Regions from separate parts of the Mus musculus genome. Here all the other regions are linked to region 1. The links are chromatin contacts, called in public Hi-C and HiChIP or PLAC-seq maps. All regions are on one chromosome and are shown on one strand. Each heading gives the region's core, a stretch centred on a gene start, on an enhancer-like site or on the middle of the called end of the contact. The rest is flanking DNA. Distances are from core to core; before and after follow the strand shown. Region 1 holds the start of Atp5g2 (ATP synthase, H+ transporting, mitochondrial F0 complex, subunit C2 (subunit 9)). Region 2 holds the start of Krt8 (keratin 8). Region 3 holds the start of Zfp385a (zinc finger protein 385A). Region 4 overlaps Copz1 (coatomer protein complex, subunit zeta 1). Region 5 holds the start of Tns2 (tensin 2). Region 6 holds the start of Itga5 (integrin alpha 5 (fibronectin receptor alpha)). Region 7 holds the start of Copz1 (coatomer protein complex, subunit zeta 1).

Region 1 (2,887 bases), core at 353-2,852:
GGGAGATTTGGGGACCTCAGGAGAACCTGCGAGCATCCTAATCCAGCTGAAATCCAAGGTTTAGGAAAGGCGGGGAGTCCTCCACCCTCTTCTTCCATTTCTCCCCACACTTTCCCTCCCTTTCAGGAGCTCAGGGCCATAAAAATGCAGATGGAGGATCGGTGTGAAATAACGGGCCCATATAAATCCCTCTGCCGCCCGCCTGCAAGATGGATTGGCCGCATTGAAATTCCTCCGCGAGGATAATTAAACTCGGGGCCTCATCCGGGCAAAATTACATTCCTGTAATGGCGTCGCTCGGGGTCCCGGGAAATTGCTCCGTGGGCTTTCAGCGGCGGTTTTTATCGCCGGCCGGGGTGTGCCTGGCTGCGGCTCGCCTCTCCTCCGGGACCGTAAAGCTGCTGCCGTGATTTATCCTCCCCTTCTCCCAAATCCGATTAAATGGAGGAGCTTGGGGCCGGGGCGCCGCGGGGCCGGGGGCCGGGAGGGGGTGGCGGGAAGGACGGGGCCAAGGAGGGGAGGACAAACGGCCCCTCAGAGGGTGGCGGATTTGCCTTTATTTACAGCCGCGGCTTTCTTTTTATTTTTTTATGGGGGTTTGGTGAGCTCTTCCCGTCTTTCTCGCGCTGCGTCCAAGCACCCTAACCGGACAGCCGGGCTAAGGGGCTGGGTCAGCCTTGCAGCCGTCTGCTAGGCTCGTGCGTTCCTGCGTGTACACAAAGGCCTGCTCCAGGACTAGCGCAGGAAAGCCCCCGCCCACCGCCACTGGGGGAGGGACGGGCGAAAGGGCAGTGAAGAAAAGTAGGGGCTTGCTTGGGGAGAGCACCTCGCAGGCGACTACTTATTCCAGCTCGCCCCCCAGCAAGTCCGACAGGAGGTAAACTGGTCGCCTGGGGTGACTTCGCACCCCTACTGCAGGCCACAGGTGCGGTTATCCCTAATTGATCCCAGGACTCACAAAAGGGAGAATCAGGCCTTGTTTACCCCCCCAGTCTTATGACTCGAAGATGCTGGGTTTTTTTCATGCTTTGCTCATCAACGAGATAGGGAAAACAAAAATAAAAATAAGTTAAAGCAGAAACTGCCATGGCATTTTGCTAATAGCATTGGGCCAGTTCCCATCTCCCACCCAACGTTGCCAGTGTCCTGAGGGTGACAAGAAGCCAAGAGTTCTGTGATTTTATTTTCCCCTGCTACATTTTAGGCACTGAACCCCAATCCCTACTGTATGCTATAAACAATTTCCGAGTAGACTGGGTAGGGTGTTTTTTGGTTTTTTTTTTTTTCCTTAACTTTGCGCATGCTCGGAAAGGGGACTCGAGTCCAAGACTCCAAAAATGCTGTGCAGTCCACAGTTCCACCACGTTGCAGATCAGCAAGAGTTGGCGGCTCTTCCGTGCACGGTGGGCTCCTTTTGCAGTTTCTCCTGTTGGACGCCAGGTGGAGTGCTTGTCCCCCAAGACACCACCAACCTGGCAGAGGGAGCTGTGGCGTCCCGGCCGATCCTCTAGCTTGTGTCCACTCTATCCATGGAGAAAAGCGACTCGTTGGCTCCGGCCGCGCATGCGCAGAGCCTTCCCTCGCGCTTCCCGCGCCCCCGCCCCTCTCTGTCTTCTCTGCCCTGGGAGCAGGTAAGGCCTTGAGGCCTCGCGTCCTCTTCGTGCCGCGCAGGCGCGCGCAGCAGTACCCCTTGCGAGGACGCGTGGCCGCCCTGACCTTGCTAGCTCCCACGCGGGTCCCTGAGCCCTCGCGGTCCCGGCATCCCCACGCGGAGGGCTACCCCTTCCTCGTGCCGATGACCTCTAACCGCGCGGGCCTGGCGCCATCTTGGGTGTCTCACGGGGGTTGGGGGCTCTGCGGCCGGCGAAAGGCAGATGCTGGCGAGCGTGTTCTCTCCGGGCGCGAACCAAGGCTTTTATGGGTGCTCTTCGCTCACCCACACGCCTTTCACCATTGTCATGACCCCAGACTCTCCCCTCCTACCTTTGCCTCCCCTTGTCATCCTGAATCAAAATAGCCTTTATTTTTTATTTTTTTGAAGCTTGCAGACTTTGAACCTCAGGACCTCTGGCGCAGTCAAGCTAGTTCACCGTCCAAAGCCATCATCTCCCTAGTCAGCATCCTTCAGTTTGAAATAAACTGAACGTGGTAGAGAGTAACAGAACAGGCTAACCGGCCTGTGCACAGGTGGCAGGAGTGAGGCCTGAGCGAGGCCTGTTCCCTTAGAAACTGGTTGCCTCTAATGAAGGCCCTGACATACTAATGAAGTTAGAAATAAAATCTTAAATGGTGGAAATGGAGGTTTCTGTTAGGCAGCAAGCCCAGAAGATGGGAGCAATACGAGCTTTAGAATTTATACCTGCCAGCTAGTGGGAAGGTTTAAGGAACGGAATGGTTAAGTGGGGAATTCTCATTGTGGAGGGTTTCATTGCTCTGGTGTGGGCTTGCCCATATTAAGTGACCACTGGAAGGGCTCGCCGAATGATACGCTTGGGTTTATTACACACCAGCAACAGATTATACTATTCCATATGTTTGTAAACTATTAAATTTAATTCCCCTACTTTTTTTTTTTTTTAAGAATTGTTTACTGAGTTCTCTGCAAGCAAGCAGTGGGTTGGGCAGTAATTAGAGTATTGCCAGAACTACATTTTATAAGTTACCATGTTAAAACTTGTTTTTGGAAAAACGTCTTCCATTTTATTTTGGCTTCTTGACTCTAACCCACGTTTACCTCAAATTTATGATCCTTCTGCATCAGCCTCCCCAGTGCTAGGATCACTTGCACATACCACCATGCCTAACTTCAGACCTCCCTTTATTCACGTGTATGGTGACATGTATGCATGCATGCTGAGAGGTTAATGTGGGGGGCATTTCCACTCCA
Region 2 (3,155 bases), core at 479-2,978, 670 kb after region 1:
AAGGAACATGTCTGTGTGTCTCTAGGGGTGACTTTCTGGGTCTCTGTCCCTTTTGGCAGGAACATATATGTGCCCATCCTGGGTCTCTGTCCCTTTGCCTATATGTGCCCATAGAGCAGTCCTGGGTGTTTCTCCTAGGGGGGCGGAATCCATAGACAGTTCTCTTAGTAGGTGCTTACTCTTTTCCCTGGCTATGGGGTGGTGTCTGCTACCGCCCAGTTCCCCAGGGAATTTGGATATCTGTCATCTATTGGTTTCCTTAATTGAGATCCACCCAATCCCCACATCACACCCTGAAGTGCCTTCCAGAGAGCCCAACCCATCAGGTAATTTAATTGCAGGTGGAATCTTTGCCTTGGGGACCCAAACCTCTTGCCTGCTTGCTCCACCCAGGCCTGGAGGGCCTTGCTCTGCTCCCCAGTCTCCAACCTCTCACAGGTGCAGGCTGTGCCCCAGCTTGTTCTCCTGACTCACTCTGATAATGGGATAATGAGTTCAGAGAGACAGGTGCAGGGAGACAGGGTACTATCCTCATCACATCTGGCCAGCCTGGGGCCGGGGGCAGAGGAGAAGGGTCCAGGTGGCTGGAGAATGAGTCACCACCAGCAGGGCCATCCCGTTCCAAGGCACCATGAGTCACTGCCCTGGCAGCCTGGGGAAGGTGTCTCCAAAGAAGCGATTGCAACAAAGCCCCTGTGCCTCTATTCTCTGGGGTCTCCCTTTTCTGCCTTGGCCTCTGTCCCTCAGTCTTTGTTATTCCTCGAGGCCTCTGTCTGGTCTGGGGAATTCTCTCGGGTCTGGGTAGGAAAGGAGAATACTGTGCTGTGTCCAGAGAGAAGAGCTGCGTTTGATTTCTCTTTACCTTGCACAAGAGAGAAGACAGCTAGAAGCCTGTGTTTCATTCATTCCTCAAATATCTACCTACCTTCCCACCCCCCTTTGCCAGCCTATGGGTGCAGGATGCTGCACAGGTAGCGGGGTGGGGTAGTGGTGTTAGCTGTAACCTGGGCAGACAAAGCAAACAGGAGCTTGGGAACGAAAGGGCCCTGCTGGTCAGCCTGGCCAGCTCCACCTAAAGGAGGTCTCTTGGAGGTATTAGGAGAGACCAGCCAGAGATGTGGTGGATGAGGCACACCCTCAGTCCTAGTGCTGGCTGGTAAAGGCCGGTGCCGGCTTTGGTTAGGCTTCAGGGTACTTATACCCCCAAAGGGGTTGTGACCCCCCCCCCCCAAGATTCTGAACCACAGGATATTTGATATGTCACCTCTGGGAAAACATAGCTCTATCCCTAGAGGGATTGCAACCCACTGGTGGAGAACCTACAGCATATCTGTTACGTGACTCCCGAGGAAGGGCCCTTCCGACCTTCCTTGAGTTTCAACTTCTAGTGAGTTCTAGTAGCTTGCCTGTGTTGAGTTGAGACCCAGTGTTTTAAACTAAAATGCCTGGGAACCCTTTCAGCCCAAGTAGTTCTCACAGGAGGGCAGGAGATAAGACAGCTTAGGTCAGAGATCCCAGGCTCACTTCCTGCCTTCACAGGGATCAATTGCTCTCTCCTGGATTTTTAGGGTGGGGCTGGAGAGGGATCCCGGGTGGGAACAGCTCTCTGCTGCCCTCACCTGAGTCCCGTCTGGAGGTTGCAGACGTTGGGTTAGGCCCTGCCCTCTAGTGTCTAGCCACTCAGGTAAGAGGCCCTTTTCCCTCCCCTGGGGCTGGCCTCTTCTTTTATAAAGGGCCTTCGCTGGGCGCTGTCCCACCGTCTAGAAGCAGCTGCTTAGCTCGCTCTCGAACCTCCGTCTTCAGCTCACTGCCTTCGCTCCAGACTTCACCATGTCCATCAGGGTGACTCAGAAATCCTACAAGATGTCCACCTCCGGTCCCCGGGCCTTCAGCAGCCGCTCGTTCACGAGTGGACCCGGTGCCCGCATCAGCTCTTCCAGCTTTTCCCGGGTGGGCAGCAGCAGCAGCAGCTTCCGGGGAAGCATGGGCACCGGCGTGGGTCTGGGCGGCTTTGGCGGGGCTGGTGTCGGGGGCATCACAGCCGTCACGGTGAACCAGAGCCTGTTGAGCCCCTTGAAGCTGGAGGTGGACCCCAACATCCAGGCTGTGCGCACTCAGGAGAAGGAGCAGATTAAATCCCTGAACAACAAGTTCGCCTCCTTCATTGACAAGGTGAGACCCCTCTCTTCCCGACTAACCGTCCTGCGCTCGCTCTTTCTTCTGCTGACACAGAGATGCGTACATCTCTCCTCGCACCCCCCATGAGCTCCTGTTGGGACCCACCCATTCTGGCCACACTCTCTTCTACTTCTCTCATACCCTTTGGCTTGGGCCCAGAGGGTCTGAAGTGCTTGTGACTAAATCTTGGAGCACCTTCCCATTCACTGGAGGGCCTGGTCCCTTCCCTGTGGCTTTGCTCTCTGGTGGCGGGGACGCCCCCTCGCCCCCCCGCCCCCAACTGCCCCAAGGTTTCCTCATGGTGCCCCGTGCATTGTGTATTTTTCTATCTTCCTGTTAAATAATGGAGGGCGGTGTAAGGATTTTAGAAGGTTTCAGGTGTCTTGATTGAACCCGACAAACGCATATGGAGGTCTTTGGTGCCCAAGGCTAGAGAGTGGGGGCTCCAGGCTGAGTCACTGCTCGGCCCCTGCCCTGCTCCAGTGGGCGGGGCCGCTGTAGAGCCAGGGCGGAGGTCTTGGGTCTGCCCTTCCACCAGGAGTGGGGTGGGGTGGAGGGGAGGGTGAGTCTCAGGGCTCCGCCTCGGGAAGGCCCGTGCGAGATTCAAAGTCTGCGGGCGTTGGACACTCCGCTCCTGTTTCACGACCTGTTAAGACCGGAGTTTATGGCCTCAGATAGCGTCGGCCTACCCACGCCCCTCTGCGAGCTTGGCCCTTGTACCCCTTTCACTCTTTCTACGGTGGCTCCGCCCCAACTGCCTGGTTCCTTTGCAAGCCGAAAGCCAGGCCAGGTTTTGCAGTCCTGTGGCACAGTGGCCTTCGTGGCCCCGGGACGATTGGCCCTTTTTTGCTGACTGGCTCCTGAGAGGCGGTGTGGGAACGGGAGGAGGGAAAACACGGGGCTGAGCCTGTGGAATCACAGGACGCCCCAGGAGCGTCTGCCTCTTCTTCACAAGGGTTTACTAGCTCCAACGGTCC
Region 3 (2,774 bases), core at 266-2,765, 670 kb before region 1:
TGAAGGGCAAGGAGGGGGCTCTCGAATCAGCCAAGCCCAGTGCTGGCCCTCGTTTTAGTATGTCTCCTCCCCAGGGGAGAAACCTGGAAAAGGAGAGGAGGGGCTAAACCTAGGAAGCAGGCTTTCTGTTATAGAAGTGCAGGAGGATTCCAGCAAGTTAGATTCAAAGCGAGAAGATGGCCTCTCGTGGACCCAGAGATCCCACATCTTTCCTCAAAGCAGGATCACAGGACTCAAAGACTAGGGTGCCGGCACCCATCTTTCACCTAGCCTTGAGCTGGAGTATCTTGGCAATTGCAAACAGCTTTTCACAGATGGAAGGCAGACATTGCTGAGGCTCACAGTAGGAACAAATCTAAAATTCCTGCACCTGAGTTAGCAATCAAGCCCCAACTTCCCGCCAGAAGCTGGAAATGCCCTCCTTTCCTCAAAGTTTCTGAATCCAATCCTATCACTCATGACCCCGCTTTTCACTCTTGCCTCCACCCTCCCTAAACCATGAGTGTTCCAATTCCCAGTCTCACCCCCTCTCCCTCTGGCTGGGTTGGCCTAAAGCTGGCTGCTTGGCCTTCTGGGAACTCTGCCTGCTGCCCTCCCTCTTGTGGCAGGTACAGACAGGTTCAGGCTGTAGCAGCTGCATCTTCCCTAGATACCTATCCGACTCTCACACTCCAGCTTCCTCCTGTTTGCCTTAGGAACATCCCATTCTCAAACGTCTCCCCAGCCTTCTTACACCCCTGCCACCTGAATCAAAGCTCTTCTTGGTAAGGTGTCCTGCATTTAACCCCGGGATAAATGCCCCTCCTCCCCAGCTCAGTCCAGGACATCTCTATAAGGTTGAACCTCGCTGATTCTGACCTTCTGTCATCTTCTAAATAGCCTAGCAATCACCACTGCAAGCTTCTAATTTCTGCCTCCTCAGGACCACTGAATGCAATCTGTTCACTTAGCTTCCCCTAAGAACACTGTCAGATAAACCTCGAATCCATCTTCAGAACCACGACTCACCTCTGATAGTCAGTCTCGACATCCTGCTCCGAAGCGGAACAAAGTAGGACCCAGGCATCCTCCCTGCACCTCCAGGGCCCACCCAGCCCATTGCTCTAGAGGGGCATCACTATCCCACTCAACCCGGGCTCTGTTCCTCCCCAGATCACTTAGGATCCTGTCCCTCTATCAGCTGAGAATGAGTCTTCCCGCCCTCAGACTGAGCCACTCAGGAACCCAGGCATTTTAGTTCCCAGCCTCCTCAATAACCTCACACCATCTTGTTCCCCAGCCCCAGCTAAAGCGACATCCTAAAACCCAGAGATTGGGGGCGGTAACTGAAAGGCTGGAGGAAGCGGGAGGCTGCCAGGACGCCCCCTCGCGGAGCCCGGGGTGCCAGGGTGCCCCCTCCGGTCTTCACCTGCTGTGGGCCCCGCCCCCGCTCCGCCTCGGCCCGCCCCTGCTCCTCCCCGACTCCTCCCCCCTGTACCCCGAGTCCGACCAGAACGGCCCCCGGGACAGAACGACGCGGAACCCCGGGAGCCAGGGTCCCCAGCATGATCCTCGGTGAGTGGTCTCCACGACTCTGGGATCCGGGTCCCTGGTTCCTTCTCACTGGGTCACCAACCCCCACCCTCCCTCACCTCGGCACCGCGGTGACTGCGGCCGCCGGTCTGCCACTCATTCCCCCTCCCCCCTCATCTGGCTGCACATCTGGGGTCCCCTCTTCCTCTCTTCCCCTAGCTGCGGTTTCTCCTGGTAACATAGGGAGGGGCAAAAGGAAGGCCGAGAGAGCGAGACCCCCGCCCCATAATGAGAACATTGCGTATTCATGAGGCTCATGAATATTATAAGACAGTGCAGGAGAGACTGTGGGAGGGGGCTGGTCCTGGCCTGGTAGAGTTGGAGTAAAGGTTCTGACCCGTCACCTCCAGCGCCTTCCCCCACCCTTGGCTTAGCCACTCCGACAGCCTTCTGGGCCCAGGATAAGAGGGAAAGGAGGAAGTGGGGGGCGGAGGAAGAAGATGCTGGGTGTAGCTTCGAGGTGAGTGTGGTGGGAGGTGGGAACCTGACGGGTGAAGATAAGGGGGCTGGGTAGAAGAGCGGGTGGGAAACTGTCCATCCCGGGCTCTTGCGGCTTAGATCCTGTCTCCGCAGCCATCCTGCCCCGACACGCCGGGACCTGCCCCTCTCTCCCTGCGCCGGCTGCCTGGGCCCTTCTTCTTCTCCTCCTTCTTCCCTTCCACCCCAGCCGTGGGTCGGGGGCTACAGGAGACCAAGGAGAGAAGGAAAGTCAGAGTGGGGGGAAGGGAAGTCCCGCTGGGCTCTGACAGCCAGCCCGTTCAGCCTTGGCCACCCCATCTTCATGACCTACATCGGGAAGGGAGCCCCAGGGATGGGGGAGGAGAGGGCCTAGCTGTACTCCGGACTCCGCAGCAGCCCCTGCCCTCAACCCTGCTGCCACAGCAGTGCAGGGCCTGCTCTGACCTCTGACCTCCACCCTGGCTAGGCCGGTTCCAGGGCCCTGTTTATTGTGAAGCCCCCTACCACTCTCAGACACCTGTGGTCTCCCTGCCCCCACTGAGGACACCTGGCTCTGTGCTTATGCTGAACTATATCCCGTGTCCTCATCCCTCTCCCAAGACTCTCTGCCTGTGTTCTCTTCTTTCCAGTGACTGTGTATCTTTCCTAGCCCATTTCTCCACTCTTGCGTCCTTCCTCCATCTAGCTGTTGTGTGGTCTCAGCCTCTCTCACGACTTTTATGCCTTGCTTCCCTCCAGCTGGC
Region 4 (3,061 bases), core at 461-2,960, 630 kb before region 1:
TGGCCAGGAAGTAGAGGACGGGTGCCTGGGAGGTGAGCTGAGAGGAAAGTGCCACTAAAGGAGAGCTGAAAGGGCCTAGGGAGACCCAGGAAGACATAGGGCGAGGACACTGAAGGCCAAACACCAAATAAAGAAGGGCTTGGAGTCCCTGAGTGTTTGGGGTGAGACTAAAGGGGGACATGTGGGGTTATTTAAAACATGGACCCAAAAACAAGGCCTGGAGACCCAGAGAGAGATGTGAAATTGCAATATGCACAACACAGCCCCAGTCATGGTCTCTGGTCTGACTAGAAACTCCTTAGAGGCTCTGCCTATCCCTGGAATGTTGGTTTTGTGTTCTGGTCATGTTAGCCTCTCTCTTCCAGTTCTCCCCATAGAGGATGGCATCAGCTCTGTCTGCTGCAGGCCTCAGTCCTGCAGCTCATTTCTCTCCTGGGGTGTAGCAGGGGCATCACCCTTCACCCACCCATTCCTTCTTTGGTCAAAGAGGGAGCTAGAGCTCACCCAGCAAAGGGTCCTGCAGTCGGAATGGGGTGAAGCTGCCTGGTCATGGTGGGAAAAGAGGGAGCACGCATGGGCACCAGGGGAGGGAGGGAGGGAGGGAGGGAGGGAGGGAGGGAGAGAGGGAGAGAGAGAGAGAGAGAGAGAGAGAGAGAGAGAGAGAAGCCTGAAGGGGCACTTGAGGAAGAGACTGCAGCAGTAAATCACTCTGTGGGGGGGCTCCCTCTGCCTGAGCTCAGTGGGGTGGGGAAAAGAGAGACAGTGGGGTAGGGGCAGCATGGGGAATCGCCACATCTGGCAGGCAGGTGTCTGGCACTGTTCAGGCTGTAGTCTCTTTCCCAGCCAAGGGGAAGAAGGGAGGAGGGCCTCCTAAGAATCCCCAGGGGAAGAGGGAAAGGTTCACAAACAGGAGGGGGAGGCAAACCAGACAGTCCAAGTCACTGCTGTTTTTGTTTTAGTTAGTGCTAAGGATGGGTTTGCAGAGTCCCAAATGAAAGTTGCTCACCAGAGGACGGGGTAGGCCAGGGCACCAAAACTTCAGTCTTGGTGGGAAACAGAAGGCTGGAGAAACAAGCATAGAGAACTCAAACGGAAAGAACTACGCTCCTGTTGATATATCTGCTCACGGAAGAGGCCTCAACTCCGTTCTAACTCTGCTGTCCCAAGCCAAAGGATATACAGGCCATGAGGAGCAGGTTGGGCTATATAAAGCTGGGCACTGCCTCTCACAGACCATACAAGCAAAGATAGAGGGCATCATAACTCTTCTCCCACCAGGCCTCCAGCTTCCAGTACAGGGCCCCAGGCAGGAGTGGTCCAGCATTCAGCTGTCTATCTGCTTAGAGGGATCCTGGGCCCAGGTGCTTCACAGCTGCTGTGCCTAAGGTTTCCATAAAAGGAGGACCATACATAGGCTTCATCCCGTGTTGCAGAGGCTCTTCCCATTCTGCTTCCCTCCTTCCCCTTTTCCTTGTCCGTCCTAGGTTTGCAGACCCATGCTAGAACAGTAGATAGAGGTGATAGAAGAGACCCTACAAATCTCAGGGGAGAGGAGGAGTCCCCGCATTGCCCCCTCCTTAAAATCCTGCAGAGGAAGGGGGAAAGAAAACCAAAGCATTCTCCTGTCGCCGCAGCAACCATAAAACCCCCAGCTAAATCCATCTTGTGAGCTCACCGCCCCATTAAGATGCAGGGCCAGGCTCTGCGCCAGCCCAGCCACATTCATTTGTGCGAATAAAGGTAGAGAAGGGGGAGGGGAGCAGGCTCTGGAGGGATGGGGAAATGGCGAGAAGAGGTTATTTACACCACCGTCCTGACCTTCTGGAGCAGCGCAGGCTCCGATAAATAACCCGCTCAGCGCCGTTTCGGAGGAGTGGGAGGTGCGGGAAGGGAGCAGGGGCTGGAGGAGAGCCTCCACGCAGGTGCGCGTCTCCGGGTTACTAATGGCTGAGGCGGGAGCAGGCAGCTGGCTTTGGGGGTGTGTGGGGGAGAACTCAGTTCCCTGAGTCTCCCACTGAGAAAATACCATCCCCACCCCACCCCTGGCGCCAATTTCCAGGCGAGGGGACTAGAGATGCCAAGGAGGCAAACAGCCCTGTAAATTAGGGGTAGGGGGGACTGCTGGGGAGTCTCTGAGGTAGAAAGGAAGAAATATTATAAGAGGTGGGGTGCGGGGGCGTGGGGGTGGTGGCTGGAGGAACAGGAATAGCTGCCAAAAAAGGGAGGAACAGAGCCATCACACAAAGGCAGTTTGGAAGAGATTCACTTTATTCCTAAGCCGCACAGCAGCGTACAAGGTGGACTTCGCCTGACTCCATTTCTTGCAGAGGCCGCCTCCAGTCTGCCCACTTCAGCCAGTGCATGGGCCAGAATGCTTGCTCAGAAACGTTTTTTCCTAAGTCATTTTCACAGGGATATGGGATCAGGGAGCAACATTACACCCAAGAACGGGAATCCAAGCCTCAGAGGAAAGGTACTGCACCAGGTCCTCCATTTCCAGGGAAGACTGATGCAGAGAGGGGGAACTCAACAACAGATTGTAGAACCAAAGCAGAGAAATATGTGAGTGTGGCGCTGAGGAGAAGGAACACGGCAAGGCCAACGTCATTACGGCTCTTTCCATCCTCAGTTCTGAGCAGAAACTTTTCTAGGGACTAAAGTAGTTTGGGTTCCAAGGTCTGGCTTTGCTCCAGGGTGACAGAGGCCACAGGCAATGATCTCACAGGTTCTACAGGCAGAGAGGTGTGGTACAGGCCTAGAGAGATGTTCTCAGGACCATGTGCAGGTACAGCAGCTTTGAGGCTAAAGGCCAGATCAAAGTTGAGGCTGAGGGGACTAGCTCCAAGGGCCTTTAAATCACTGTTCCTCTGCAGCTTGTCCCTTCCCTACAAGCTGTTCCCATTTCTTCTAAGGCAGAGGATAGGGCAGCAGGAAGGAGAGAAGCTGAGGCAAAGAAAGTATGGCCTCTGCCACTCCAAACCCACTTGTGCTGAAGTTAGGAGTCCTCCATTTGCTGGCTATATGGGCTGCTGGGATGAGGGCCCTTAAGGCACAGGGAAGA
Region 5 (3,053 bases), core at 128-2,627, 570 kb after region 1:
CAACTCCTCCCTAAGGGTTCACTCAGGACTTCTCACGTGGCGGAGCTATGTGATGTCCTTGTCACACACACCCCCACTTCCAATGTGAGGGCTTTCTGAATCTTGGCAGAGTGGGGGGTCTGACTCTCCTCCCATCTTGCCCTCCCCACAAGAGGCTTGTATACTGTGAGCTGACGGCCAGGACACACAAGCACTATCACATAATACCCAGACTGACTGCAGCCAGTTCTGAGCCCCTGGCTCTCAGTGTCCCCAAGCTCCAGGCAGCTAATATGACCCCCTCCCCCACGGTCAGAACAACATGTTTACTCTCTGTGCACTGAGGCGGCAGGCAGCAATTGTCTAAGACGTTCGCTCGGAAGGAGGAATAGCAGTGGGGACACACAGGCAGCTGCCTCGCTGCCTCTGCATGTTATGACAGGGGTGGCCAGGTTCTCCGGATGCCCCCTCCCCACCCAGAGGTAGTGAGGTCAGTGGCTGGCTGGGCTGCCACCAGTTGTCCAGGTCCCCCTTAGTCCCTACTCACTGCAAGTTTTCACTGCAGTTCTGACCCCTCCCACCCCAGTTCATCCCTCCTATCTAGAGTCTGTGGACAATCTCCCTCACTCCTCCCACCACTCCACTGCACATTCTTCACCGCTGTGTGTTCAAGCTCCCGCTGTCCCCTCCTCTCCCTGGATCTGCCCACCGTAGTGTGAAGAGGAGAATAACATGGGAGCAGCGTTGGTCCCTTAACGACTGGGGGCGAGACCCACCAGGACACTTGGACGCACTTGTGGATGATGACGTCGTGTGCAGATGACGTCAGTAGAAGGCACCCTCCCTTCCCTCATTGCCTTCTTCCCATACCTTTTCCCTCAAGCTTCCCCCGGAGGTCAGGGCTTGAGCTCTTAGCTGAACCCTCGGGGCCTATCCAGGCTCAAGCCAGGAAATACACAGAGAAGTCAAAACAGATGCTAGAATCACACTGCTACCCTACCCTAGCCACCTCAGGGGGTCAGGCGAAAGAAAGAGGAGGGGGATGCTGAGCCAGCCAGGAGAAGAGGCTGAAACTAGGAAGAGGGTCTGGTCTGGCCTGAATCCTGGCCCTCCCGCCTTGTCCGCACCTCCACCCTGCCCCACCTTTGCCCAGCTGGTGGGCACTCCTACCCTGCTGGTGGCCCGGCTGCTGTCCCTCCTCCCCAGGGCTCTGAGCAACCTTTCCACAGGGCCGCTGGACTTCATGGTGTCTGGCTGGCTGGACTCTTGGCTGCAGGGCCTGAACAATGCTGGGGCCTGGCCTGGGGCTTCCTGGAAGCAGCCTGCCGAGGCAGCCGCTTCCCTTGGGTGGAGGGGAGGCTGTCTGGCTGGTGTGTGGAGAAGCCTGGCCCTGGAAGTGGAGGGAAGTGCAGGCGGGAAGGGGGCAGGTCGCTGCTCCAGGAAGTGGGGTGGGGGAGGATGTGGGGGAGGCCAGGAGATCAGATTCCCAGGATCTACCCTGCTGGGAGTGTCAGCCTAAGATCTCTGGCTCTCCCCATCTCTGGAGCTGCCTCCCACCCAGTGGGCCACTGTGTGCAGGGGGTCTGCAGTCCTGAGATCCAGCCCTGGAATCAGCCAGTGGCACAGGGTGGGAATTCAGGTCTCAGGGCAGGGCTCAAGGGCCAGTGGAGAACACTGTGTCCCCGGCCAGTCTCTAGCCTGAACCCTCATGCTCCCTTGGGATTTCCTGTGGGAAGGGAGTGTTGCTGGGAACCAGTACCCCTGACAGCCCAGCACTCCACATCCTCAGGGTGAAAGAAAGTTAGGGATGAGGGCTAACTTCCCTGTCAGACGGGAGAAGGATCTTATAGTACCCTCCTCAACGCCAAGTTCCAGCGGGAAGGGCTAAGGGCTTACAGGAATGGTCCATCTTGCTGTAACCCAAAGCACTGGAGGTTCCTCCTGAACACCCCAGCTGCTCCTCTCCAGATACAACCCACAGTTCCTGGCTTAGCTCCCAGATCCTGCACCTGAGGTTCTACTGGGGACCCCACCCGCCCACCAGAATCTGAGCGCTACCTTCATGGCTCTTCTGGCCTGTCTCTCCTTCCTCTGTGGCTGTCACTGGACCCGAGGACTGGACAGGAGGCCCCCTCCCAACACATACTCCACCCTCTCTAGGGCCTCCTGCTTCCCTCCTGGGAATAGGGCCAACTTCCTGTCCCAGGAGTCAAGGGAAGGAGGTGTATGGGGCCCTTGGAAAGGATGGAACAACCTTCCTACAACAAGGGTCAACAGCCTGGGGGTTCCCAGCCCAAGCTCTAGACAGCAGCCTTTGGAATGCTGTAGCTAGCTGTCATTTGAAAGAATGTACACCGTGTCACCCTCATTTGCATGGTATTTACTGAATGTCCCAGTGCAACTCCTCCAGTTCTGGCACCTCTTGCAGGGTCCCACAGGACTCTCCTCTTTCTGCCTCACGCCCATCTGACAGATGAAGGGCTGCTCTAGTCCTCCCCAGGGATCCTTCAGAAGACCTGTCAGACTGAAGAGTCTGAGGCCTCTTCCCGCTGCATGCCTGTTCTCTAGGAAGCCCATCGTTGCCAGTGTACCCTGGCTAGAAGGCCCTGTGAGTGGCAAGGGGTGGGGCACCGTGCTGTAACTGGAGAGGGCCCCTGGCTCTGCAATCCCCACCTGAGTTCTGGCTGTGTCCCAGGACATTCCAGGCCGATGGCCAGGTGGGCAACCGGGGCTGTCCTGATTCCGCACCCAGCCCTGCTGGGGAAGATGGATCACTGCAGCGCCTCCCCTGATCAATTTTTTTTCCCCTCTGCTCCTATGGTACATGGGCCTACATCTGCAACCTCTGGTGGGACTGAAAGTCTTTTCCTCTGGAACAGGTTCCCAAACAGCCTCTGCCCTCACTGAACTTACACTGCCCACCTAGATCTAGAAAGTTAAGTGTCTAGTTGGCTCTGCGCGTCCCCACCGCAGGGAGTGTGGAGTATTTCTGAAAGTAGCTGAGGGCAAACAGTGCCTGAGGAATGGCAGCATTACCAGATCCTCACCTCCCACCTCCTGCCTGGAATATTCCA
Region 6 (2,792 bases), core at 262-2,761, 700 kb before region 1:
GAGGAGGACCAAGGCAGGACACTATGTCCCCTGTCCCCCACCAAGGCTCCTGGGAGGATCTGAGTCACACACCTCCCTAGCTGTATACCTCCCCCCTTCCTCCCCAGCTCCTAAATCCTGGGAAAAAAATCTAAAAGTCTGGGCTGAGAAAGGAGAGGGCTGGATTCACACATGTGGGACCCAAGCCTCACATGAATGTCTATAAACAGTAAATAAAAGTCCATTCTCCTCTTCACCTGGGTTCCCCCCCTGGCCAATCACACCAGAGGTTGACTTTGGGTACTGCTTGCCTCAGATCCTGACCCACAGATTCCTTATGTTTCCCACCTGACGAAGGGTCAGGACCTGCAGATGTGAAAGTGGAATGGAGCCAGGGTTAGGCTGTAGTCTGTTCAGCTGGCCTCTCTCTGGGGCTGCAATTGGCCCTGGAGATCTGCTTTTGAAGATCTAGCTGGGTGACTGAGGACAGAAAGCAGAGTAAGAGTAACAGATGAGAGGAAGCATGCAGCAGGAAAAAAAAAAAAATGACTCTGGGATTTTTATTCAGCATCCCCTCAGGCCACAACGGGTCAAAAGAGAAGGGCAAGAAGAGGGCAGGATTTTACTCTGTGGGCCTTATTCTGAAAGGGGAGAAGTCCTGGAGGAAAAAGGCTGAGAAGGGAGTAGAAAGCAAAGGGGATTAGGGGAGACTGTAGGCCTCTCTCCCCTCCCCCCAGACTAAGATAAAGACCAGAATCCTGAAAGGTGATCTCATCACACACAGCCTGAGCTAGGGGCTAACAAGGTACCTTCACTTACTACCACCCCTTCCTCTACTTACACAAATAATGCAAGTGTCTTGGGTTTCAGATGGCCAACAGAAGCTGAAAGTTGGTTCCCTTTGAAGACTCCCCACCACCACCATCACAACTGCTACCCATCACTTATCTTTCTGGGGCTTATCCAGGAAATCAGGCAATCTGATGAAGGAACTGAATTGAGAGGTTGGCCACTTGGTCAGGTATCAAATCCAAGAAAGGGCCAGAACAGAGACTTCCAAACCCAACGTTAGCAAATAAAGCCCAATGCTCCTGTGTCAGAGACCCCAAAAGTCCTATGCTTTCCACTCTATCAGCTTGGGGAGGGGCAGCCGCGGAATTCCCGAGGCCAACGAAGCTACCCCAGGAGGCTGTCTGGGGAGCGTTCAGTGACTGGGCTGCAGAGTCCCAATCTAGCTGGCCAGAACCCAGGCACCCAGTGGCCCCGGAAGGCAAGGGGAATCCCTGTTGGCCGGACGCCAGAGGAGTCCCCTGTCTCTCGACCCCAAAGTTTTTTTCCTGAAGAAATGAGGGAGACACACACACACAATATTCAGGCTCCCTCCGCCCCCCAGAGGTGATTCCTTTCCTCATTAGGAAATTTTCTGCTCCCTTTTCCGACTACTTTTCCGAGCGTTTACGTTGTACATCTGGAAAGGAGGGGGAGGGAGGAGGGGGAAGCGGAGAGGAGGGCGAAGAACCCAAGCCCGCCCAGTCTGAGCCAGGCCAGACCACCGGCCTCCAGCTGGGGCCGGAGCCAGGGTTCAGAGGTGCGGCCCCCCACGCCCCTTCGGGTGCGGGGCGCGGCCTCGGCGTCCCCGGGACCCAGGAATGCCCCCCCGCCAGCCGGCCCGGCGGCCGGGGGGAGGGCCCAGCCGGGAGTTTGGCAAACTCCTCCCCGCGTTGAGTCATTCGCCTCTGGGAGGTTTAGGAAGCGGCTCCGGGTCGGTGGCCCCAGGACAGGGAAGAGCGGGCACTATGGGGAGCTGGACGCCACGGTCGCCTCGATCTCCTCTCCACGCGGTGCTGCTGCGCTGGGGGCCCCGACGCCTACCGCCGCTGCTGCCTCTGCTGCTGCTACTGTGGCCGCCACCACTCCAGGTTGGGGGCTTCAACCTAGACGCGGAGGCCCCGGCGGTGCTCTCCGGGCCCCCCGGCTCCCTTTTTGGCTTCTCCGTGGAGTTTTACCGGCCGGGAAGGGACGGGTGAGTGGCGAGGTTGGCGGCGGGAAGCGGGCAGGGGGCCACCTGGAAACTGGGGGCGCGCCGAGGACTGGAAGCGACCAGGACTTGAGTTGGAGGGCGGAGTTTGGAAAGACCAAGACTTGAGTTGGGGGCCCAAGCTAGAATTGGGGGCCCGCGCTGCAGCAGGGAGGGACCGTGGCCGACGTGGAGTGTGAGATCGGTGTCGAAACTTGTGTGGCATGAGGAGAGGACCCGAATCTAGAAGCTGGAGAAGTACAGGCAGGGTCTAAGGGCCAACCGGGAGGAGAGGGCGCAGAAAGCTTAGGGTCTCTGGCGATCTGTGGGCTGCGGGAGACCTGTGGCGGGTGGGAGTCGAGGGGGGTGCGGAGGCCGGGCAGGGCCTTAGGAGGCAGTGGAAGAACCTCGAGATCCTCGGTGGGGCTATTGAGAGGGTTGGAGCTGGGTAAGCGTGTGCCGTAAGAGGAAAGACAGACTGAGAGGGTCGGAAGGTTATGTGGGGGCCAGTCTCATCCTCCCCTCCCCCATCAACTCAGACTCGGGAAAGACCCGGGAGGAAGACGAAGGCTCCCTCCCCTTTCTCCTCATTCTCCTGAATTGCCTCCCACCCCCAGTCTCTTCAGGCGAAGAGATCCAAGAACTTGGGGAGAATCCCAGAACCCTGGCACTGGGGGTACTAGGGCTAGTGGCCGGATCAATCCAGGGCGGTGCACGGATGTGTCGGGAGGGGTGTGAGTGCGCGCGCCTGAAGGGGGGTGGGCGGTTTCCCTCTTGCTCTAGCTCTTGGGAGGAA
Region 7 (2,898 bases), core at 274-2,773, 600 kb before region 1:
AGGAAACTAGTTTCACAGACTCTATCCACATCGTCACAAGATTTTTAAAAACTCATTGACCGGTATAGTAAATACTTGAACTACTCAATACATTAAACATTTTGCTTCAACTTGTCCAACACATATGATGAGAATAAATTCTCTTTGACATTTGCAAGAAGGAAAGTAAGGAGGTTTGAACAGATAGGTCAGTGGTTAAAGTGCTTGTCATACAAATAAGAAAACCAAAGTTCAAATTCCCACATAAATGCCAGGTGAGTATAGATGTCTGCCCTGGCTACGTGGCAAAGTTGATTCCAGTCAGACCTACATGAAACTCTCAGTGAGAAAACTAAAACAAGTTGATGTGGTGGCACATACCTCTAGTCTCCGAATTTGGAGGGTAGAGGTAGGTGGTCCTCTGTGAGTCTGAGGCCAACATGGCTTACATAATGAGTAGCTAGGGCATCAGGAAAGGGAAAGGTAGAGAGGGACCCTGTCTCAAAAAACTTTTTTTCCTTTAAAGAAAGAAAGAAGAAAAAGCTTTTTTTCTTTTACTGACAAGAGTTTGATATGTACACTTACAAGGAATATAAATGAAAACAGGAGCTAAGGAAGACTCTTAGAAACAATCCTGGAGTCCAACTAAAGGAAAGAAGCTGGGAGTTAAATTCCTACACTAACACACAGACACAGGTAGGCAGACTCATGGGTCTCTAAACTGCTGGCCAGTGTCTTGAAAGAAATGCTCTGATCCTGTTCTAGGGGGCAGAACAAGCAGAAAGGATCAAGGGACAAGAGAGTTAAATGCACTTCTATAATCACAATTCTCATGTAAGCAAGAAGGCTGAAATGGATCTTACAGTATGAGTTCCTAAAGTCTGAAGGAGGGGAGAGTAGGAGAGAAGAATAAGGAGTCAGAAAAAGATATTCCAAAATCTATACTAGCTCTACCAAGTATTCCTGAACCTGGATGGAATGCTGACTCTCAATCATGACAGAATTACATACTAAGGATTAACAGGAAAATAAAAACAAGTTTTGTAAAGGAACAGGACATGGAATTGCCAAAAGGTAGTCGAATTCTGACCACCACCAGGAGGATCTGGGACTGACAAAACACCTCTCTTCTGCCATTGCAACTTGGGGGACTAGAATATGAGGGTTTGGGGAAACTCAAGTAGGTATGATCCACAACAAAAACCATCGGGGAGAACTTGAAAGACACCCCTCCAGCGCAATCAGAATTCTCCTAAGGACCCTGCATGTTCTCTTCAACTTTGCCACCGACTCCTGCTCTCTTGCCGGCAAGGCTTCCTACTCTATACCGCGGCTCTAGCTCCCATTGTAGGCCACACTTGCATTGCACAGATAGCGGGAGCTTTGGCCCCCGAGGCCTGCCCGGAACCCTCTCCCGGCCCCAGCTGATGAGCCCCACCTCCCGGACCCCCTGGACACCACAACGGAGCCACTGGCCCTCCAGCTCCTACCAAAATCAGCGCCTCCATCTTGCCCGTAGCTGCTGCCGACGTGGAGTCGCACAAGCGACGTCACCGCTGATTGGCCCTGAGTCTTCGCTAGGTCCCGCCTCAAAGAGGCAACATTGGGTGAAGATGAGCCAGCCTTCGCGTCTTGACCAGTCAGCGTAGTCACTCGCTTCACGGAAGCCAACTGTCCAGCCAGAAGAGGCAGCTGTTAGATTGTCACCCGGAATTTTCAATGAAAGGCCAAAACCTCAGCACTGAAGGGGCGGGAGGATCATTGAGGGCGGTGTTGTTTCCATGGGGAACGGAGGAAGCGATTGTTACTTTGCTATTGGTAGGAGGAAGCCACGTGATTCTGTCAGCCTCCAATTCGCACTCGCTATAGGGGGTGCTATGTGTAGCCCTTAACATTAGCCTTGCTGAGAAGCCCTACCCGAATACAGATTCCCATCGCCACCATTAGGATATCCACAGCTGTAGTGTCCTTGGGTCATTTCAACAACCTCGGAAAGTTCACCAAGTTAGCTATAGGCAGCCAAGCGTTAACTACACAAACCAAGGTCTCGAGAAGTATATCCCAGGATATACACGTGTGGCATGCACACATACCCAATAAATATATATTTTTTTAAGATTTATTTATTTCATTTATATGAGTACACCGTAGCTGTCTTCAGACACACCAGAAGAGGGCATCAGATCTCATTACAGCTGGTTGTGAGACACCATGTGGTTGCTGGGAATTGAACCCAGGACCTCTGGAAGAGAAAGCACCCAATGTTCTTAACCACTGAGCAATCTCTCCAGACCACCCCCCTCAATATTTTTAATGTAATTTACTTAAAAAAAAAAAAAAAACTGTGGGGACTGGAGATATGGCTCGGTAGTTAAGAGCTCATATTCGATGGGCAGTGGTGGCACATGTTTTTAATCCCAGCACTTGGGAGGCAGAGACAGGCGGATTTCTGAGTTTGAGGCCAGCCTGGTCTACAAAGTGAGTTCCAGGACAGCCAGGGCTATTTAGAGAAGCCCTGTCTCGAAAACAAAAACAAAAAAAAAGAGCTCATACTCTTCGTGTGGAAGACCTGAGTTCAGTTGCCAGCTCCTATGCCCCGTTGCTCAGCTTCAGAGAATCTGCTGCCCACTGCCCACTTTCTGTCTGGGAGTTGAGTACAGGAGACCTGCACTTTGATGGACAACGTTTTCCCACTTTGGTTCAATTTGAAATAGGATATCAAGGCATTGGAGATTAGAGCGAATGGAAAGAAAGCTATCAGCTTCTGACCCCCAGAACAATAAGAGTTACAAGGCCAGAGATCATTAGCCTTTGACCTCCATCTTATGCTGTGTCCCACCTCAGTACCTGACCCTACCAGGGCTGGCCCCCCTACACCTCTCCGTGATCTCTGCATCAGTTCCTACCTCCAGGTTCCTG

Evidence for each region. A called contact is a pair of places that touch in the nucleus more often than the background predicts. HiChIP or PLAC-seq counts read pairs in DNA pulled down with a chosen protein or histone mark.
Region 2: a contact with region 1 is called in an HNF4G HiChIP or PLAC-seq map of pancreatic cancer cells. The contact joins the promoter of Krt8 here to the promoter of Atp5g2 in region 1. A contact is called at or near these places in 3 of 115 datasets of contacts at active chromatin or transcription factors (epiblast stem cells, extraembryonic endoderm stem cells and pancreatic cancer cells).
Region 3: a contact with region 1 is called in an H3K4me3 HiChIP or PLAC-seq map of bone marrow-derived macrophages, with 4 times the contacts expected there. The contact joins the promoter of Zfp385a here to the promoter of Atp5g2 in region 1. A contact is called at or near these places in 1 of 39 promoter capture datasets (pre-B cells), 4 of 115 datasets of contacts at active chromatin or transcription factors (bone marrow-derived macrophages, extraembryonic endoderm stem cells, large pre-B cells and 1 more) and 1 of 9 other capture datasets (pancreatic islet).
Region 4: a contact with region 1 is called in an H3K4me3 HiChIP or PLAC-seq map of embryonic forebrain, with 4 times the contacts expected there. The contact joins the enhancer-like site here to the promoter of Atp5g2 in region 1. A contact is called at or near these places in 4 of 39 promoter capture datasets (the 3T3-L1 cell line, cranial neural crest, embryonic stem cells and 1 more), 2 of 484 Hi-C or Micro-C datasets (the N1E-115 cell line and forebrain), 11 of 115 datasets of contacts at active chromatin or transcription factors (the NIH/3T3 cell line, VIP interneurons, differentiating embryonic stem cells and 8 more) and 2 of 9 other capture datasets (adipose tissue and liver).
Region 5: a Hi-C map of uterus shows a contact between it and region 1. The contact joins the promoter of Tns2 here to the promoter of Atp5g2 in region 1. A contact is called at or near these places in 2 of 39 promoter capture datasets (liver and pre-B cells), 1 of 484 Hi-C or Micro-C datasets (uterus), 1 of 115 datasets of contacts at active chromatin or transcription factors (memory CD8 T cells) and 1 of 9 other capture datasets (liver).
Region 6: an H3K4me3 HiChIP or PLAC-seq map of embryonic stem cells shows a contact between it and region 1, with 6 times the contacts expected there. The contact joins the promoter of Itga5 here to the promoter of Atp5g2 in region 1. A contact is called at or near these places in 2 of 39 promoter capture datasets (liver and pre-B cells) and 3 of 115 datasets of contacts at active chromatin or transcription factors (embryonic stem cells, microglia and stem cell-derived neural progenitor cells).
Region 7: an HNF4G HiChIP or PLAC-seq map of pancreatic cancer cells shows a contact between it and region 1. The contact joins the promoter of Copz1 here to the promoter of Atp5g2 in region 1. A contact is called at or near these places in 3 of 39 promoter capture datasets (the 3T3-L1 cell line, cranial neural crest and hippocampal neurons) and 6 of 115 datasets of contacts at active chromatin or transcription factors (differentiating embryonic stem cells, embryonic stem cells, epiblast stem cells and 2 more).

Annotation. Positions count from the first base shown.
Region 1 is chr15:102,669,762-102,672,648 of GRCm38.p6, reverse strand. Atp5g2 (ATP synthase, H+ transporting, mitochondrial F0 complex, subunit C2 (subunit 9)) reads left to right here and starts at 1,602. Exons shown (of 5, transcript NM_026468.2): 1 at 1,602-1,631. Mir688 (microRNA 688) reads left to right here and starts at 783; the gene lies at 783-857.
Region 2 is chr15:102,002,915-102,006,069 of GRCm38.p6, reverse strand. It overlaps Krt8 (keratin 8), which reads left to right and starts at 1,728. Exons shown (of 9, transcript NM_031170.2): 1 at 1,728-2,172. The coding sequence starts at 1,831.
Region 3 is chr15:103,338,827-103,341,600 of GRCm38.p6, reverse strand. It overlaps Zfp385a (zinc finger protein 385A), which reads left to right and starts at 1,515. Exons shown (of 8, transcript NM_013866.2): 1 at 1,515-1,554. The coding sequence starts at 1,545.
Region 4 is chr15:103,299,055-103,302,115 of GRCm38.p6, reverse strand. It overlaps Copz1 (coatomer protein complex, subunit zeta 1), which reads right to left. Exons shown (of 9, transcript NM_019817.2): 9 at 2,251-3,061. Among named protein-coding and RNA genes, the nearest start is that of Gpr84, 9.9 kb to the left of the region's middle. Within about 2 kb of position 1,710, at least 115 of the 459 cell types and tissues checked have an H3K27ac peak or open chromatin away from gene starts, as enhancers often do. A contact at or near this core is called in VIP interneurons, differentiating embryonic stem cells, embryonic basal ganglia and 3 more, where this site is marked.
Region 5 is chr15:102,101,258-102,104,310 of GRCm38.p6, reverse strand. It overlaps Tns2 (tensin 2), which reads right to left and starts at 1,377. Exons shown (of 29, transcript NM_153533.3): 1 at 1,150-1,377. The coding sequence starts at 1,224.
Region 6 is chr15:103,365,510-103,368,301 of GRCm38.p6, reverse strand. Itga5 (integrin alpha 5 (fibronectin receptor alpha)) reads left to right here and starts at 1,511. Exons shown (of 30, transcript NM_010577.4): 1 at 1,511-2,002. The coding sequence starts at 1,776.
Region 7 is chr15:103,271,513-103,274,410 of GRCm38.p6, reverse strand. Copz1 (coatomer protein complex, subunit zeta 1) reads right to left here and starts at 1,523. Exons shown (of 9, transcript NM_019817.2): 1 at 1,470-1,523. The coding sequence starts at 1,487.